2 separate regions of the Sus scrofa genome follow, and region 1 is linked to region 2. Evidence: chromatin contacts called from public Hi-C data. All regions are on one chromosome and are shown on one strand. Each heading gives the region's core, a stretch centred on a gene start, on an enhancer-like site or on the middle of the called end of the contact. The rest is flanking DNA. Distances are from core to core; before and after follow the strand shown. Region 1 overlaps MAPK14 (mitogen-activated protein kinase 14). Region 2 holds the start of SLC26A8 (testis anion transporter 1).

What was found. A called contact is a pair of places that touch in the nucleus more often than the background predicts.
Region 1: a Hi-C map of liver shows a contact between it and region 2, with 4 times the contacts expected there. The contact joins the enhancer-like site here to the promoter of SLC26A8 in region 2. A contact is called at or near these places in 3 of 5 promoter capture datasets (fetal liver and liver), 31 of 47 Hi-C or Micro-C datasets (adipocytes, alveolar macrophages, blood and 15 more) and 2 of 2 datasets of contacts at active chromatin or transcription factors (alveolar macrophages and skeletal muscle).

What each region holds. Positions count from the first base shown.
Region 1 is chr7:31,839,539-31,846,684 of Sscrofa11.1, forward strand. The region is part of intron 8 of MAPK14 (mitogen-activated protein kinase 14); the gene reads left to right. Among named protein-coding and RNA genes, the nearest start is that of MAPK13, 38 kb to the right of the region's middle. Within about 2 kb of position 4,918, at least 20 of the 83 cell types and tissues checked have an H3K27ac peak or open chromatin away from gene starts, as enhancers often do. A contact at or near this core is called in alveolar macrophages, fetal liver, liver and 2 more, where this site is marked.
Region 2 is chr7:31,789,467-31,796,811 of Sscrofa11.1, forward strand. SLC26A8 (testis anion transporter 1) reads right to left here and starts at 2,154. Exons shown (of 21, transcript XM_003356617.4): 1 at 1,715-2,154. The coding sequence starts at 2,137. It overlaps MAPK14 (mitogen-activated protein kinase 14), which reads left to right and starts at 1,932. Exons shown (of 12, transcript XM_003356615.4): 1 at 1,932-2,695. The coding sequence starts at 2,580.

The DNA of each region.
Region 1 (7,146 bases), core at 3,668-6,167, 53 kb after region 2:
TTTGTTTGTTGATCCTGCAACTTTGCTCAGTTTGTTTATTGGCTCTAGTAGCTTTCTTGTGGGATTCTTTGTTTCTATAGGGTCATGCCATCTGCAAATAGAGATTATTTTACGTTTTCCTTTCCAGTTAGATGCTTTTCTTTTTTTTTTTTTTCTCTTATCTGATTGCTCTGGCTAGAACTTCCAGTACAGCGTTGAAAAGCAGTGGTGAAAGCAGGCAGTTTTGTCTTTCACCATTGAGTATAATTTTAGCTCTGCTTTTTTGTAAATATTCTTTATCATGTCAAGGAGTTCTCTTCTGTTCATAGTTTTATAAGTGTGTTTATCTGAATTTTAAATTTTATTAGATTGCATTTAAATTTAATCATATGTGGGAGTTTCCATCATGGCTCAGCGGAAATAGATCTGACTGGTATCCATGAGGACACAGATTCGATCCCTGGCCTTGCTCAGTGGGTGAAGGATCCAGTGTTGCTGTGTCTGTGGTGTAGGTTGGCAGCTGCAGCTCCAATTTGACCCCTAGCCTGGAAACCTCCATATGCCACGGGTGCAGCCCCCCCAAAAAAAAGACAAAAAAAAAAAATTAAAAATAAATTTAGTCACATGTGATTACTGGTATTGGACTGTGCAGGTTTAGATCTCTTTGAGGCATCCTCCTATTCTGTGTCTCATTTTTTTGTGTGATTTAATCTTCTTGAGAGAATCTTTTGTTCCTAGTTGTTAATCCCTAGAGTTCCCCTAAAGATAGAAGATACACTAATTTTTATGTTAAAGCTAATTATATCTTTAGGTTAGAAATTATTCTTGTTTGCGACTTTGCAGAAACTCTTCTACCTAGCTCAAAAATGGATTTTTGTTTTGTTTTGTTTTTAAGAATGGACCCCTTCCTCCTAAGTCTACTTGATTGGGTATAAATATCAGGTGGACCCATCTGAGGCAACTTTATATTAGAGGCAAGTGAGTATACACACTGTCTTTTCAGGTCTGTGTAGGGCTAAGTTACTTCAAAAACCATTGGTTCTGAAAAGAGTGAGTCAGTCAGAAAACATTATTACTATTGCTAAACAGTCTGCAACCTAAGGAAGAGAGAAAATGAGTTTTGTAGCCCTGTTACATGTTAAACACTCTTTTCTCTTCCAGAGGTCACAGCCTTGGCTTACTGTTGTTTTCCCTTTCTAGGTAATCAAATGAACTCCCTTCACCTGTAAAACTTTTTCCCTGTTTTCATTTTAATAGAAATGTTACTCTTAAGCCATTAACTGGCTCTTGTCATCAGCTTGCTGCCCTACTCCATCTGAATTTTCTTAGTATATTATATTTGCTCCTTAATTCTAATTTATTTATTTTTTCTTTTGATTACTTTAAACATTTTATGAACTACTGCAGACATACAAAAGGATAAGGAATAGTAAATGAACACCTGTGTTCATATGACCCAGATTATGAGATAAAAGGTTGCCAGTAGAGTTAAAACTTCTGGTATACCCCTTGCTGTCACATCTACCTCTCGCTTCCAAACATTGGTTTCAGATATTCTAGCTTTCTTTTTTTTTTTTTTTCTTGGCTGTGCCCATGGCATGTGGAAATTCCCCAGGTCAAGATTTGAACCCACCCCACATCTGTAACCCAAGCCACAGCAGTGACAACATCAGATCCTTTAACCTGCTGAGCCACTAGGGAACTCCTCTCATTTTAAAAGAAGTTGTACTTCAGACACTAAAAGCAAGGGTCCTAATAAATGTTGAAGAAGAAAAGTATTTTATTAGGTTATTTGCCTTTTCTTCTGTAACTTAAGACTTTATTTCCCCAGAAAAGACTAGAATTCTCAGGTTTGTCCACCAACCTTAAATACCTTAAGAAATTGTCTTTGTGTGACAGTGTAAATGATTGTTCTGATGCCCACACAGAGAAGGAAGCAGGCTAAGTCCCACTCTAGTCCATCCTGCCTGTGGTTAGGAGGAGTTCCTACCCTCCACTGGTCAGCGTTCCAGCTTTGCCCCATTTGAATTTTTTTTAGTCACAGGTAGGTTCTACAAATAGTCCTTTTATTCATTTTCAACTCTCCAGCCTGCAGAGGTTTCTGAGGAGTTGCCTAGAACACTTAGAAGTGAAAAGAATATCCCTCTTTTACTTTCCCTCTAAATACCCTGTTACCTTTATTTTTTTCCCCACACCTATTCATTCTCGATGACTTTTACTTTTGTTACAAAGGACCTAGTTTAAAGAGTAATCTTTTTTTTGGGGGGGGGGGCACACCTGTAGCACATGGAGGTTCCCAAGCTAGGGGTCCATTCGGAGCTCTAGTTGCTGGCCTACACCACAGCCAGAGCAACTCTGGATCTGAGCCGTGTCTGCAACCTACACCACAGCTCATGGCAATGCCAGATCCTTTTTTCTTTTTTTTTTTTTTGTCTTTTTGTCTTTCCTGTGGCTGTACCTGTGGCACATGGAGATTTCCAGGCTAGGGGTCTAATTGGAGCTGTAGCCACCGGCCTGTGGCAGAGCCACAGCACCGTGGAATCCGAACCGTGTTTGTGACCTACACCATAGCTAAAAGCAACACCTCCTCCTTAACCCACTGAGCAAGGCCAGGTATCGAACCCGCAACCTCATTGTTCCTAGTCGGATTTGTTAACCACTGAGCCACAATGGGAACTCCTAAAGTGTAATCTTAGACCTAAGTTGTTGATTTAGGAAGACTTATGATTTAAATTTAGCCATTGTGATCATTACTATTAAAGCACATTTTTCACTAACAGTAAGAATATCTGCTATCTGGGGGAAGAGTGTCAAACCTGTTAATCAGTAAGGATGGCTTGCCATGGAAATAACTAATTGTCATAATATGGTAAATTTTGCTTTGCTCTGCTTATATAGCTACTTGAAGCTCCTTGGTCTTAATTGCCTGGACAAATTGTAGTGATCATACAGGAGCTGGTATTATTGGAAGACTGACTTGTATTTCAGTGGTTTTGCCAGCTCTTGGAGCACCTATGGTGGCTTCTTCTGAGGTTTGCGTGCTTTGACTTCCTTTGTGCAAGTGCTTTTAGCTCCTAAGTAGATTTTAACTTTGCATTGTGTGTTTACTAATCTCCTAAGTATTGGCAGTCATGCTGTACCAGCCCTCCTTTCCATCACCCTTAGACTCTCACGCACTCTGTTTGTGTACTCTTTATGGTGTAAATACTTCAGGAGGAGTGTTTGCATATGAACTGAAGCAACTTTTCTTGACTTCTTTTTTGTACATAGACTGTCCGTTAGAGTATGGTCATTCTTGATTCTTGAGGGCAAGGCAGAGGGGTGAAGCTGAGTTGAAAAGCACATTACAGGAAATCTTTTCAAGTTAGTATTTATTGAGCTATTCAGCAGAAAGTGCTGGAGATAAGATGGCAGACGGCACTGTCCTCCAAGCCAGAATGATCATAGTCAGCGGGAAGTGAATGACAGGAGTCACTTGAACAAGTGTCTGCTCTCTAATCAAGACAGAGTGATAAAAATGCTTTAATAGAAGTATGAATAAGTTATTGAGAAAAAGCAGAGATTAACTCAAACTCAGGATAGCCAGAAAGACTTTATGGCAGAGCTCTTGGACTCTTGGACTTTTGAAGAGTAAATAGGGAGAGAAAAGGTAGGGTAGGAGGCGAGAATGTTTATGACGTGGATAAATAAGAAGTTAGAAGCTTTAACGTGCCTGGAATATGTGGTATGAGTTGAAACATTGAGTGCATTAGGAATAATATTTGAGAGAGAGTCAGAAAAGAGGCTGGATGCCAAATTAGGGAAGGCCATGAATGTGAGGCTTAGGAACTAGGGTGTTATTTTTCAGGCCTGAGATTGTTTTGTACTGGCTGAGGTGAGAGAAACACATGGGGTCCCTCAAGTCATTGCTGCAGTGTCCCCTGTGACCACTGGGAGTGGCATATGTCTCAAGTATGTTGAGAAACACAGCCCAGAGTCTTCTGTCTTCCTCAGAGGGAGTGTGAAACCTGACTCATTTTCAGCAGTCAGAAGTCTAAAACAAGAGTGTCAGTCTCCACAGCGTTATTTCTAGAGATTAATTTTGATGCGTATATTGTAAAACTACCTATTTGAGAATTTAAGTAGTCCATTTTTTTTTCACGTTATGTGATATACTTTATTTTGTGGGATAGCTACCAAGTTAAATTTGTTCCTTAAGAATGTGAGGGAACTAAATTTTCATAAACTGAATCATTTTAAATAAACAAAGATGATCCTGTACTAAGATTATTGTAGTACAGTTAATTTGATGGTATCTGTCCCTGTTCCCTGCTCAGTCTCTGTTAATGTACGCTTTAAGATTGTTTTCTGGGAGTTCTCATTGTGGCACAGTGGAAACAAATCTGACTAGGAACTGTGAGGTTGTGGGTTTGATCCCTGGCCTCGCTCAGTGAGTTAAGGATCCGATGTTGCCATGAGCTGTGGTATAGGTTGCAGATGCGGCTCGGATTGCTGTTGCCTGCATTGCTGTGGCTCTGGCGTAGGCTGGTGGCTGCAGCTCTGATTCATCGCCTAGCCAGGGAACCTCCTCCGTATGCCGGGGGTACGGCCCTAAAAAGCCAAAAAGAAAAAAAAGGAAAAAAAAGATTGTTTTCTTGACAACACCTTGAAGAAATATTGAAATTTTAACATTAAGAACACATTGATTTTTGCCGTTCGCAGATAACAAAGTTCTCTACCATTCTTAATTCAGAAATAACTTCTGTGAGTGGACTTGCTTTTAATTATCCTTGTTTCCTATAGAATGTAAGTTGTTTGGGTCTCAGATGGGGTTCTACAAACCTTTCTTGAAGGACCAGATGGTAAATATTTTATGCTTCAGGAACGATACAGTTTCTGTTGTAACCAGTCTGTTCTGCTGTGTATGGTGAAAGAAGCCATAGACAGTATGTGAACCCGTGGCTCAGCTGTATTCCAACACAGCTTTATTTTCAAAGCAGGCAACAGGTTAGGCTTTGCTAACTCCTGTCTAGAATTTTCTTGCATTTAGGCCAGTTTCATATCTGGGCGGGGGGGGGGGGGGGAGGCAGAGAACAGGGCAAGATATTGTTGCATAACTAATTCCTGTAACTCAGGCATCTGTGGCTCGCAGAGGTCATTGGTTTTAAGTCACACTATACTGTTTTAGTATGCATAGTCATAAACAGGAATATTTTCTTCCATTCTCTCTCCTCTCCATCCTGCTGTACCTTCTCATCTATTTTGAGGACCCACCATGCAGCAGGTGAACAGGTAGGGCAGCCCCTCTCCTCACAGAGCTGCAGATCCTAGAGGTGACAGACACAGGAAGCAAACACAGTAATAGATTGTGCTGAGCACAGTGCTGTTCTCAAGGTTGTGCTGGGGGGCAACAGGGAAGGGGGTGGGCAGAGCTTCTTTGTATAGAGTGTTGGGGGAAGCCTCTCTGAGGAGAGGAAGTTTAAGCCGAGGCCTGAAGTTAAGAATGCGCTAATCATGCAGAAAAGCCTGACGGAAGAGGACAGTCATCCTTCCCTCTTTTCCCCTCATGCCAGTATAGACTGTGCATAAACTGCTCACATTTTCATAGGGAATATTATTTTTTTTCATTAGAGTTGATTTATGTGTTGTGGTAGTTTCATAGGGAATATTGAAAGCTATTTTTATAAGATTTTTTTTTCTCTCCTTTTAGCTTTTTAGGCAAGGCTAAAAGCAATAAGAACACATGGAAGGGTTTTATCTTCTGGTTAATACGTGCACACACGTAGTGAGTATACATAGAAGAGTTGGCTGCCACAATAAAGGTTTGGGCATTGTGGCCTCTCATTTAGAGCTTTTGTGGGGTGTGAGGTTTATTGATGCATTGAGAAGGTTGAAGCCTCTGCGTACTGCATTAATGTGGAGCCCTCTGCTGGCCACTTGTCACTCAGTTCTCTGCCTCCACAGCCAGTGTGCGCAGAGAGGTTTTCTGGAGGACGTGCTCCAGTGGTCAGGCCCCTGTCATATTACAAGCTCCATAGGTCAAGCCTTAGGGGAACATTCCCGGGTAGGCTCGTGCATCCCTCGCTCCTCTGCTCTCTCCTTCTCCTCTGTGGCTTTGCTGACCACCACTCTATGCTTGACTGGCCATTGATGCTTTGGTGGAAGGTAAGGAGACAGGTGTGGTCTGAGCATGTGGACTAAGTGCAGCTTTTGTGTTTTCACTTGCTACCTTTGGCAGCTAAGTACCCAGCTAAAGTCGCCTCACTTTCCTGATAGGGGATGTTGACAGATGCACAAAAGGAATATAAGTTGGATACGGGTGTGGTAGTGTTTTGAGTCTTTGTACAGGAGGAGCATGTTCTACTTGAAGTGTCCGTCCTGCAGAAGCCTTGACCTAAATGAATTCACCGTTGTGGCTTGGTTTGGGGTTTAAATTTTTGTTATTGGGGTATTTTGTTTGTTTTATTTGTTGTTTGTTTGTTTGTTTTCATTTTTATTTTGTCCCAACATTTTCCTTTATAGTCCACCATTAGATATTGATCAGTTGAAGCTCATTTTAAGACTCGTTGGAACCCCAGGGGCTGAGCTTTTGAAGAAAATCTCCTCAGAGTCTGTGAGTTGATGCTTTGATTGTGATTATCTGCCCTGTGGGGAGCCTCTGCCACTTGCCTTCCATCAGTCTGTACTTTGACCCGGGTGTGTTTGTAAGCACATGTGCCCTTTGTGTGCTGATTTCTGCGGTGTGTGTGTGTGTGTGTGTGTGTGTGTGTGTGTGTGTGTACATACATGTACCTGGCTGTGCACATGCATGAGTGTGTTTCATTTTCTCTCTATCTGGGTATATAATTCTAGATCATGGGAGCTTGTATTGGGCGGTTGTATCCCACCTAGTAAATGAGATTTGAGATTCTAATTCATTCCAAGAGATTAATGAAAAATGTGTTATTTCTATTCTCCAGTCATGACTTTCTCTTCCTCAAAGTTTTACATATACTCAAGGGCTCTTTTCATCTTTTGGTTAGTGTTTATTCTTAGAGCATGAGCTTTGCCATGTATTAGTCTAGTTTTATCACCAAAAGAATGAAATGTGCATCGTCTGCACTGACTTGCCCTTTTACGGAAGTTACTTGCTTTCTGTTGTTTTAGAATAGAGAGCTCACACCTCCTGTGTAAGGAGGTCTATTCCCA
Region 2 (7,345 bases), core at 904-3,403:
ATCTAGTATCCATGAGGATGTGGGTTCCAACCCTGGCCTCACTCAGTGGGTTGGGGATCTGGCGGTGCCATGAGCTGTTGTGTAGGATGACAGCTGTAGCTCGATTCCACCCCCTAGCCTGGGAACATTCATATGCCATGGGTGCGGCCCTAAAAAAAAAAAAAAAAAAAAAAAAAGGCTTCAATAAATAAATACCTTTCCAACGGAAGTGCCTGGTACCCAGTAGGCACTCAAAATGTATTTGCTGAATGACTGAATTTCTTAACTTTACTCTCTTGGTCACTCTCATCATTCCAATTTGTTGAATAAATATACGAGTTTCTCAGATTTCCCGCTGTGGCACAACAGGATGGGTGGTGTCTCTGGAGAACCAGGACGCAGGTTCCATCCCCAGTGGCACAGTGGGTTAAAGGATCTCGTTTTGCTGCAGCTGCGGTGTAAGTCACAACTGCAGCTGGATCTGGTCAGGGAACTCCATATGTTCCAGGGCAGCCAAAAAGAAAAAAAAAAAAAAAAGTTTGAGACCTGATTAAAACAAAAATAAGGTAGATGGAAGTTGTCAGGAGGGTATATATGAAAGTTCTTGTAAATGCTTGACTCTAGAAATACAACAATAAAAATGTCAAACAGAGACAGTATAATATATAAACATGAGTTTCTTAAAAGGCCAACTTCCCCCACGTTTCCTCCCTTGTACCCATGCACGCATCACCTTGGTTCCCCACTCCCACCCTTCATTTCTTTACAGTTGCATTTTTGCTCTCATTTCCTCCTTCAACTCGCATTACTTCTTAGAAAGCTTGGAACATTTTTAAGCAACATGTCTTCACAGGCAAGAGAACCTGAGCCAAACCATGTTGAATCCAAAGAAAGCTTTCTACAAATCACTCATGACCCTGGTTTTGGGCTTAGTTTTATTTTTCCTTGAGGAGAACTGAGGATCCTGCTCTGCTTCTTAAATTGAGACCATGTCATTATTCATAATTTATTCAACAAATATTTATGGGGGAACTTTTACGTTCTAGGCACTGTGCTAAATGTTGGGGCAAGACAGACAAAGTCTGAGCACTCCAAGGATGCATATAACACAAAAGAGAATAATCATGGTTAGTGGCTTGAACCCAGTTATTTCTAAAAAGAAATGACTAAGAATAGATAGGGTCCAATTCTCCTGCTTATTGTAACAAGGTTTAGCATAGGAATAGGCCAACAGTAGGGGAAGTTATGGGATTATAATCCTCTGCCCATTCACATTTATTATTGTGTTTAGCTTTAAGTAGGGAATGTAGGGCAGGAATTCTCTTTTGCATAAACTGGAACCAAAGTCTAGGAAAGGTCAATTGACTTGCCTAACCGGACACTGCCAGAAGACCACTCTGCACTGTTCTTACTCTGAGAGGCACGATTTAAATGTTTACAATCCTCTTCCCTGGAAAACTCTTCAAGGTAAGAGTCAGTTTCAAACCTTCAGAGTAATGGTGTTAAAAATTCTTTTCAAACGGAGATACCAGGGACTTATCTGAATTACTTGGGGCATATTGTAAAAAGGCACATTCCTGGTGCCCATCGCGGACCTATCCAATTAAACTCGTTGTGGATCCATAGACTCTTCATTTTTAAACTCCCAAGGTGATTCCTCCGCACATAGAAAGTTGAGAACTACTAGTAGAGTTTGGGTGGAAAACCTCAAACTTAATGCAGGGCTAATATTTACCTTTGGGGCAGATTTCGTCAGAATTCCGAAGAGTAAGCCATATGTCCTTGAGCAGATGAGACTGCAACGGCTTTCTGGCCAGAACCTCTTTTTTATGCAATATTTCTTGGAAATTGGAGGTTCCGCTAAGCGGGTGCTCGGCTGCTGTGGTAGTTCAAAGATCCTTTGGCTCTTTCCCGACACCCTATTAGTCACTGTCGCTTTCCACCGGGGAACTAGGCATTTGCCCCGCCGACCACGGTGGGGCGCACGCGGCAAATGTTCGCCGCTTGACCACCTCTTGCCTGGGTCCGCCTTCGCGCCCTCAAGAAGAGCAGTTCCCGGGAGTTCCTGCCTCTGGTGACCAGCTGTTGCTCTCTTCTCGCGAGAATTGCTCCTCCCGTCCTCTCCCCTCAGCAACCCCCGCCCACAGGCAGGTTCCATATTGGGTAAAATCTCGGCTCGCGGAGAGTCCCGGGAGCTGTTCTCGCGAGAGTAAGGCAGGAGGCTTCTGTTCGCTGGCTCTGGAACGGCGACCACTGGAACCTCTGCGGGCGCTGCAGCTGGAGCGGTAGTCCCGCGGCGCAAACCGGAGTCGGCCTGGACTGAAGCGGGTGCAGGGAGAGTGTGGTGGGCGCAGCTTTGAGCCCTGGAGCGCGCCCCTGCCCATAGCAGGGCTCGCCCCAGTCGCCGAGGCGCGTCCAGCTGCTGCGGCTGACAGGGGCCGCGCGCGCGGGAGTTGTCAGGGTCGCGGCAGCCGCACCTGCGCGGGTGGCCAGCTCTAGGTCCCCGCAGGGTCCGGCGGACGCCGAGGTCCGAGGAGCGGGTGCGGGCGCAGGCGGGGCCCCGCAGGGCCACCTCCTCGCCCCGCGGCCGCCGCTGGAAGATGTCTCAGGAGAGGCCCACGTTCTACCGGCAGGAGCTGAACAAGACAATCTGGGAGGTACCCGAGCGTTACCAGAACCTGTCCCCGGTGGGCTCCGGCGCCTATGGCTCCGTGTGGTAAGTGTCACTGGGCCTGGGGCCTTGGTGGGCTGGGTAGCCCTTCATGCCCCAGAGCCAGGCCTGCCCCCACGGCTCAGCAATGCACCAAGCGGCAGGAATTTTCCCTGGGGGGAAGCCATCCCTGCCCCTTTGATCCCTGTCCTGGACTCCCTGTACCCTTGGGACCCCTCACTCAGCACACCCGCGTAGGTAGTCAGCTGTGTGTAGGACGAGGTCCGCAGTGAGTACCCGGTGGTGTTGGGAGCCCGGCGCTGGCTCGCACCCTGCGCGTTCCCTTGTCGGGGGTGGGGTGGGGTGGTTGCTGCTCTGGGGGCAGGAACAGGGGGGCCCTCTTTGGCGGTCTCCCTGCTGTCATCGAACAGAGGGGCTCTCCCGAGGGGCGCCCACTGTGGGCGCCGTAGCTTGCCCTTGGATCAGACAAGCCCGGGAGCTGCCGGGAGGAACAGAAGGGCAAAGCTCGCCAGGGAGACTGCGGTCATCTGAACAAAACTGAGGACGAAGGACGTACCGTCCCGGCTTTTTTTGCAAACCTTTGTCGAAATCCCATTTGGAGAAGCGTTCTTTTTGAATTCGCACTTGAATTAGCAGCTATCCACAGAGCTTAAAATACCGACTTTATCGCGGTGAGCACGGTGCCAACTTGAGTGGTGTGTTTCCGATTCAGTTGAAAGCGTATTTCCTTTTCGCAGAGTTGGGGGTGGGTGGTAGTGCCTGCAAACACCCTGCAGCTTGAGAAGCTGGCGGCTTCACTGATTAGTCACATACCACTGCTCATTTAAGTATTGTTGGACAAAACAATTTTCGCCTTTGGAGCAAGTGAGATTCAGATCCGTTGGACGCCCTTAAGATCAAAAAGTTACTAACAATATTGGGAGGTATTTTAAATATTTTTAAATTGTGATAATTCTTGTGAAATACTGGGCTTTTTAAGTCCCTTAGAGAGTTTGCAGGGAACTTATCTACACTTACAGCCTGAGGTACACCACGGTTTTCATAAGGATATGGAATGTATCGCAAAAGAAGGAAGAGACACTTTTCAGCCTTAATTCATGCTGTGAATGTGTTTTAAACTAAATGGTACCATAACATTTCCGGACCTGAACTATTTCGCTAACTTTTCTAACTTCCCAGGTCTTATACACTATATTTTAGATTTACTGCAATGTAAGAACTCCTGACCATAAGCTAATTCATGTGATTCCTGTGCATGTATCATTTGAAAAGAGGTCTACAAGATTATTTTTATTATTTTTTGTTTTGGCACAAATTCCAGGCTTTTAGACTCGTTAATCTTTAAATATAATTCCTGTGTTTCTTAAAGTCCCAGCATGAATTTCCTGTTTGGTAGAATCTTCTGGGTAATTGAGATTGTGCAATTGTGTCCAGCAACAGATCATATTGCGTTTTCTAGTTCAGGCTGCTTGAGTTATGTTGCTGATGGCACTATGCCTGACATCTTTTTTCCATTTTTATAGTAGGGCAGTTTATATTTTAAGGGAATTTGCAGCATTTAACCATATGCATATATGTGTGCTGTTTATTTGCTAATTTTCGAAGACGATTTTGGATCGTTGCTCCTTTAGTAGCTCATTAGTTTACCTCCATTTTTCATTCTTGACTTGGCACATTAATTTTTGTAGTACTGTGTTTTTCTGTCAAATAATGTTTAAACTTTAATGATGTGATACAGCAGAATAGCTCAGTTATGAAGAGTTTAAGAACTGCTTGCAAGGTTTCTCTGCCTTTGGTGTGACTAGCTATGTCTTGACACTGGAGATTCAGATTTACAGCAAAGTGCCGTTAAAATGAAGTTCACATTTTTTCAGTGCTATACTTTTCTGGTTTATAGAAGCCATCAATAAGTAAGTGACACTTGGAAGTAATTTTGTTAAACAGGTTTTTTGTTTGTTTGTTTGTTTTTGCTTTTTAGGGCCCCACCCACGGCATATGGAAGTTCCCAGGCTAACAGGTTAGGGGTCGAATCTGAGATACAGCTGCAGGCCTATACCACAGCTATGGCAACATGGGATCCAAGCTGAGTCTGCCACCTACACCGCAGCTCACGGCAATGCCAGATCCTTAACCCACTGAGCAAGGCCAGGGATCCAACTTGCATCCTCATGGCTCCTAGTCAGGGTTTTAACTCCTGAGCCATGAAGGGAACTCCCAGTTTTTTAGAAGTAGGTGATACATTCACATAGTATAAAATTCAAAAGTTATAAAAGGATAGTGGAAAGTATCCTTTACTTTCTTGTTCTACCATCATGCTATTCCTTTCCTCAGAGACAATTACTCTTAAGTTCCTTGTGTGTCTTTCCATGGAGGCCGAGTTTGTTTTTAGCAATAGTTCTGCTAAGGGTATTTAAGGTATAACATGTAGCATATTGGTGGAAGAAAAGAAACAACCAATATTATGTGACAATTGACCATAAACAAATGTAACTCACTTTTTTTTTTTTTTTTTTTTTTTTGGTCTTTTTGCCATTTCTAGGGCTGCTCCTGCGGCATATGGAGGTTCCCAGGCTAGGGGTCTAATCGGAGCTGTAGCCACAAACCTACACCACAGCCACAGCAACACAGGATCCAAGCTGCATCTGCAACCTATACCACAGCTCACGGCAACGCTGGATCCTTAACCCACTGAGCAAGGCCAGGGATCGAACCCGCAACCTCATGGTTCCTAGTCGAATTCGCTAACCACTGTGCCACAACAGGAACTCCAAATGTAACTCACTTTGGATTAAAAATGTCAAAGTTTATATTTACAAGTGTTGTCTCATATTAGTTATCTGAAATAGTTCTTTCAATTAGCAACTTTCAGGTATGGCAGAAAAATTTTTTTAGCTTCTCTTGAAATCCACTTTGTCATCTGTGTTATTTTTCACTATCTTCATTTTTTTGAGAGCAGATTTGATTTTAGAAAATAACAAAATCAAATTGAATCCAAATAATTTAGAGAATTTGACTCAGATCTGGTGAAAAAGATTAGGCAGTCAGGTTGGTGATACTGTTCAAGATCAAATAGGAGTTGTAACCATAAAGTAATAACACAGAATTTCTTGTGTGACTTGTAGAACTGGATCTGAAGTCTGTTCCCAAAAGGAATCTCTGAGAGTATTTCAAGGAATGTAACATCACTGAAATAATTAATGTGTCATTTTCCTAATTTGATTGCTGTGTCATACATTCTGATGTGTAACCTAAAAAATTTTTTAAAATATTAAATCAAATTTCAGTGTTTTAATTTGTACTAAGTATATAGTTAAAAAGCAAATATGCAGTAAGTAGCCTGTATAACCAACTGTGAATCAAAGATTAAGAAATCAGACTTGAGGAGTTCCCATTGTGGCTAGTATCCATGAAGCCTCCATTCGATCCCTGGAGCTCAGTGCATTAAGGATCTGACATTGCCTTGAGCTGTGGTGTAGGCCAGCAGCTACAGCTCCCATTCGACCCATAGCTTGGGAACTTCCGTATACCGTAGGTGCAGCCCTAAAAAGACCAAAGGGGGAAAAAAATCAGACTTGAAATTTGGGAATTGATAGGGTTTTACAAATATGCCTTTCATTTTTAAGGGTAAAGGGAACTAAAGTAAGTCTTGCAATTTAAGGAACTTTGTGTGTTGTCTGTGAGGGGAAATGAAGCAAAATTGTTTAAGAACACGTTGTTGCAAAGCATTGATTTTGTGGTTTTGGGACAGAAGGGGGGAGGAATCTTTGTGGTGAGTTTAAGGAAACAGAAACAGGAACTTAAATGCCTTTCCTCTGGGGTATGGGTTTTCCAGACCCTTGCCTTTGATTACAGGAGGTAGGACCCTGATAACCATAAAATAGGTAACAGTTGAGAATTATTATTAAATCATATTCAATCATTTATAAATAATATTTATTGAATACGAACTATTTCTTGAGATTGGGTATTAAACAAGGCAGAATAAGACACTCATTTCCCTGGGTTTATAGCCTGATGCAAATAATAACTGGATTTTATGCATTGCCTCCTATGTTCCAGGCATTGTGCTGTGCAGTTTATATTTTTCATCAGTATATAAAGTATATAACAAGACTTTTAGTAAGAGGATGGCATAATTTACCAAGAAATAAAATCCAGCTTCCTAAATGCTTTGTGGAACAAGATTGTATGTAAAGAAATACAGTAAATATAAGTGAAGCTAAATTTTTTTAGTATTAGTGGCCATTCGCCATTTTAAATCTTTTTTTTTTTCTTTAGCATGAATCAGGGCATGAATAAATAAAAGTTCGTCATTATTGAGCATGCAGGGTTGACTACCTGACTCAGCAAGAGAGGTGTGCCCTTTATTTTTCTAGTGGTGATAATAGACCCATGCTGATCTTTCTTCCCATTTGCTTTTCTTTGTAACCAAAAGCAAGGTGATTGGCTGCACATTACTAGTACCAACCAATAAATATTTAAATACAATGACAAATATTTGTGTTATTGATATATAAAGACTTTTAGGAAAGAATTCAGTCAAGTTGGTTATAATGTCATCCTTAAATGATCCCATTTTCCAATGACACTTTTCCACTGGCTCCCAGTTTAAAATAAGGGTATCCTGAACCTCTGGCTTTTCAGTTCTGCCAGTTTGATTTCTTGATAACTGAAGACTGCTCTGCTTTTGATTTC